2 separate regions of the Rattus norvegicus genome follow, and region 1 is linked to region 2. A link is a contact called in public Hi-C data. All regions are on one chromosome and are shown on one strand. Each heading gives the region's core, a stretch centred on a gene start, on an enhancer-like site or on the middle of the called end of the contact. The rest is flanking DNA. Distances are from core to core; before and after follow the strand shown.

Region 1 (2,700 bases), core at 109-2,608, 100 kb after region 2:
AAAACATTTTATATGGTCCAATTATTCCTATTTTAATGAATCATTTAAAAAAGACTCCGTGGTTTAAAGATTAGCATAAAAAACGAATGGAACACACAAGCTTGATAAGCTTAATTAAAGGCTCTAAAGTGTTGATATGACTTAAACACTCACAATGGGTCCTGGTTTCTAGTCTCTGTTGAAAAAAAATAGTATTCATTCGAAACATCTCCATTGAGTGGCTAATGTATGCTGCTACACAGTTGGACGCTGTTCCTACTTCTGTTGATTGCTGGACATTGGACGTGGCACACAACTGTTGAAGAGACATGTTTCAGAAATGATTAAAACCAGAAAAGACCAATCAAAAGGGTGGAGTAATTCAAATATGCGAAAACTGACCAGATACTCTAATGTGTAGATATAAGAGAGATACAATGAGGAGGAGATGGGTTTCTTAGAAACATGTCACTCTTGTTAGGCTTTCCTTGTGGAGTGACCAAGTTTTCAGACTTAAGGCTCAGGGTCAGAACCAGTAAAGAAACTGCGCTCTACTGGTTAGAGTTCTGCAGATAGCTTGCCTGTCTTCTATTCCCTCTGTTTCCCTTTTATTCGGTATCAGGATTTTCTGGGAAAGTAAATGACAGATCCCTTAATTTGTGCTGCCATGGGTTCTTGCTTTCTCCAGCTTTCTCAGAGAGAGGCAAGCACCTTACTGAGCTCTGAGCAGCCTTTGAACATTTGAGAAGCTTAACTTTCAGCTCGTCAACTAGATTTTGCCTACAGAATGAGGATTTTGATCTTTAGAGTTCTTTCATGACACCTTTCATTAGTCTCTGGGTGAAATTATTAGTAAAATACGTTTGGGTGCCGGCAGCACAGAGCCCACTGGTTTCTGTGGCTGCCTTAGGAAGCAGGGCTTTTGGAAGGGGGATAAGGTTACCGCTGCCAGTCCAGGACTCCAACTGTGGGGCCAGTCGAACTCTGGCCTTCTCCCCTCTTTCCCTTCCCCCCTCCGAAGAAAGAGGGGCACCCAGACGGTGCAAGTAGAGTACTTGGTTTTTACTGAATACAGAAGCTACTGGAACATCCCGTGTGCTCCAGGGCTGTCCTGCAATTCCTTTCATTCCCAAAGTGCAGGAGCCCAGCATTGGTCCCGCCTAACTCCCTCCCATTTCTTTTCGTGGATTTGGGGAGGGGGGAGGAGAGGGGAGATGCAGGGTGGCTGGTGGGCTGGGCCTGCAGTAGTCTGGATCCTCCAGGGAGAGACTGGGCGGGCTCAAGGCTGCGGGGAGGCCTGTGATTGGGTATGGCCTTCAGTCGGCTTGTCAGTTTCGCGGGCACAGGGGGCGGGGGGAGTGGGCGGAGGAGGGGGCTGCGCGAGCCTCTTGTCCAGCCCACCCACAGCATGAAGCCTTTAGTGGTGCTCAGTGCTTTCAGCTTTTTTTCTTGAAACCCTTCATCTACCCTCAGTCTGAAGGCAGGGTCAGGCGTAGGACGGGTCTCAGGGTCGCAGTCTTCTGCGGGCCACCCCAGAGGGAGAGGAGGGGGCGAGAGACAGGAAGGAAGCAAACCATCAAATTGAAAAAAAAATAGAGCCCTTTGACTTTTTTTCACTCCCTCTCCCTTCCGGATGGCTGTGTAGCAAACGTAGGCGACACCTTGGAAGGGACGAAGTTGGTCTGCACTGGCAATTTCGTGGGTTCACAGTTGTGAGCGCCGGGCTTGGAGATGGAGCCCTGGTCCAGGTGGAAAACGAAACGGTGGATCTGGGATCTCACCATCTCAACCCTCGTCTTGACTTTTCTCTTCCAAGCCAGAGAGGTCAGAGGAGGTAAGTAGAAAAAAAAAAAGTTTGGGGAGGGGGGATATTGCCACCTGGCTTTCTTCTTTTGGTGCCCTTCCCCCTTGTCTTCTCACCACTTCTTTTAAATAAAATCCAGATTGTTGCTGCTACCAGGTTAAGAATGGAAACTGGAGAGACAGCGAGATGGATGTAGGCGGGACAGTAATGGGCAAGGAGGTAGGTGGTAGGATTAAAAGATCTGTCAGGCACCCAGCAGACAGAGAAAGTCAATCATCCCTTTTCATTTTCTTTGCAAAGAGGAAAAAAAAATATTACCTTGAACAGGAAGGCAGTCGTACAAAGCTAAAGCTTTTGTTTTGAGAACAGTCTACTCAGAGTCCTCTGTCCTTTGAACCAATCTTTGTATTTCTTCTGGTTCTAAAGGGGATATCTTTTGAAGGGTGAACTGAGGAGAAAATACAGAGAAAGAGTATAAAGTGAACTGTGATAAACTTCTTTGTCTGCAAGGAAGTGAAAAACGGTCTGTTTTTACTTTGGGGGATATGAGAGAAACCAAGGGGGATGAAGCTAGAAGATTGGGAGCACTTTGTGTGTGGCATTTTGAAATGCTTCTCAGTGGAACACATTTCACAGATGATAAAGTGGTGTTCAGGACTGCTCCTGGCCGGTGGCGGAGCAGTTTCTCCTGATGTTTGGCCCCCTTCTCCTCTCCATGAAGCCCTCATCCTCAGTCTCTTGCCCACCTCAAATAGCTCCTTCTTGCAGGTTGGACATACAACTCCTTTGGAGGGTGATGAAAGTCTCCAAGCAAATGGGGTTGGGGGCGGAGGACTAGAGAGTGGGAGGAAGAGGAGGGGGCCTGGGATGGGAGGAGGAAGGTAAAGAAAAGTTCCTACGTGGCACTACCAAATATT
Region 2 (2,700 bases), core at 17-2,516:
AGGCCTTTGTAGAAAGTTTTAGAAAGGCTCTAGAAGGACTGTAATTTAAAAATTAAAAATGTTTCTTGGGAACTGAAATCACTGCTCAAGTATTTCTACTGCACACCAGGAGACATGAAAAAGATGACCTTTAAGGAATACAGAAAAGACAACTTTGGAATCCAAACAAGATCCTGATTCTTCCCCAGCTCATCAATAATATAGGTGTTGTGTTTAAAGGTTTTGTGATGCATGTGGGTGGGTAGAGTTGATGCTTATGTATATAGGTCAGTGGTAGAGCATTGGCTTTGCAATACACAATCCCCAAAATTAAATAAGAGCTCTGTGTTATTACAAAATAAGCATTTTCTGTCAATAGGAGACTCTTCAAACATTCAGTATCAAATGTTTCAGTTTGTTTAGACATTTCTGGTTTGTTTTTTGCCATGCCTTTCAGCCCTGTAACTTAAAAAATTCAGTGTAAGCTGTGAGGTGAGAATAAAAGTCTATGATACAATTAAGTGATGCTCTGTTGAAGGGCTGGGACTGCAGCTCAGTTGTAGAGCACTTGCTGAGAATGTCAGGTCTCGCTATGTAATAATACTTTATGTTGTTTCCATCACATGAAACCTCCTGTTCTTCATATCTACTGAAGTACACAGTTTAATGATGATAAAATATCATGTTAATTAGATTTAGGAGTTGTTGCATGTAAAATAATTAATGACCACATAGTAGTATTTGATTCTGTATACAAATACAAGAGTCTTATACTATATACATATATCTAATAGAACAAAGTGATTGAATAAAATTCACATAACATCTCAATTTCTACCATCATTAAGGAAATAGGAAGTGAATGCTACATAAATAATCCTAACCCAAGTATATGTTAAGGCAGCATAATATGGAGAAAGAGGAAGAATTTTGAAGTATAAATCTTCAAAATTTTCGAACATATATAGTAATCAGAGGCAGAAAACCCAAAATCTAACACGTAATCCATTCATGATTTTAACAATTGTGGATCTTGGAGAAGGGTTGTAATTGGGAGTTGGGTCCAAAAAACCAAAGTTAAGTGCTGCAACCGGGAAGATACAGAGGACAGAAAATGCGATGTAAAAGTAAGGGGCCACGAAAACCTCAGGATCTGGGCGAGGGAGGTAAAGTTCAAGAAATGTAAAGACATGTTTTAGGAACTTCTGAGTAACTTGTTACATAGCTGTTCAAACAAATGTTGTCCTTTAGGAATGCAGACTTAAGTGGAGGCTAATCCCTCCCTAACAGTTGTGGTTGGCACTGCACTGTTAGATGACACAGCACTGTATTCATTGAATTCTGAGGTTGAGTAAAGCAACTGTAGATTCCAAAGGCACTGAAATCTTACTCCCCCTTTCTCCTAACATTACCATAGATTTAAATGCTTATTCTTAAGATGACTTCTTTAAGGTTTCAGGCAATTCAGAAGAACAGAAAAATAGAAACTGGGGAGAGGGCTTAGTGGGTACAAGCATTTGTCCCATATTTGTGAGGATCTAAGATTGGTTTCCAAAAACCACTTAAGGCTGGATGAGGTAGTGTGCATCTACACTTCTAGTACTAGATGGGAAGCAAAGACAAGAGACTCTCTGGAAGTTCTTGAACTATCTAGCCTGATGTACACAGTCATTAAACTGCAAGAGACTCTGTATCAAAACAAGTGGACAGTGAAGTCAAACATACAAGATGATATTTTGACATTTATACATTCACTTTTACACATAAGAATATAAGCATAACACCATAAATACACATATCCATCGTAGAGACAAACACATTAAAAACATTATAAAGTGATTGATAGAGATGTGAGGTAGATCGATATACTAGCTAGTGCCTTGAAAAATGTTATACCATGTGTGAGTCATCAATTTGAGAAACATAGAAGGTATTTGTAAATATTGTGGGGTGCACAGGGTTATGGATAAGTTTTGTAGTAGTTTCATAACATTGCTATAAAATGTGTTGTTATTTTTGCTTGTAGAATATATGATTTTCTTGATTGTTTTCCTCAAATCACAGAAGAGAAAATCAAACAAAGAGAAAGCAATCAAAATAATTTTATTTCATTTAAGGCAGTTACAGAGACTAAAAGAATAAAATCCACACCGAGGAAATCCCATGATAACACACAAATCCAGGGATCATGACAGATTGTTTGCACTTTCTCCTGCTGGAGGATTCAGTAAACCCGTTTTCTGCTAACCCTCTTCTCATCTTTACGTTGTCTGAATTGTTTCTAGGTCTAACAGCGTTCTCCCATTTAAAGCTGTATACTCTGCCAGCAGAAAACCTCCTCGCGATATGGAAGTCTGAAAAGAGCATAAACTATGATACAGCTCACTGTTCAATCATAACTTTTTAAGCAGATAACTTCAAAAAAATGAAGTCATGATTCATAATACAATATGGATGGCGATGTTAGAAAACCAAAGACCACATATCCTTTGATTCTCTTTATTTGATTTGTCCATTGATGGCAAAACTATACAAACGTAAATTACTGTTCACCTCAGAAGACGATGATGACATGTAATCACTGATGGTGCTGAGGTGTCTTTGAAGGGAGATGAAATTTAAAAATTAATTCATAATGATCCTCACAATTGCATGAACATACTAAAAACTGTGGAATTCTTAACTTTGCATGGATGAATTATATTGTATGTAAAATACATC

The links. A called contact is a pair of places that touch in the nucleus more often than the background predicts.
Region 1: a contact with region 2 is called in a Hi-C map of the Rat2 cell line, with 2.4 times the contacts expected there. The contact joins the promoter of Col11a1 here to the enhancer-like site in region 2. A contact is called at or near these places in 3 of 12 Hi-C or Micro-C datasets (the A7r5 cell line, the Rat2 cell line and Schwann cells).

What each region holds. Positions count from the first base shown.
Region 1 is chr2:204,507,778-204,510,477 of GRCr8, forward strand. Col11a1 (collagen type XI alpha 1 chain) reads left to right here and starts at 1,359. Exons shown (of 67, transcript NM_013117.1): 1 at 1,359-1,813. The coding sequence starts at 1,711.
Region 2 is chr2:204,404,980-204,407,679 of GRCr8, forward strand. No RefSeq gene overlaps it. Among named protein-coding and RNA genes, the nearest start is that of Col11a1, 100 kb to the right of the region's middle. Within about 2 kb of position 1,267, at least 3 of the 93 cell types and tissues checked have an H3K27ac peak or open chromatin away from gene starts, as enhancers often do.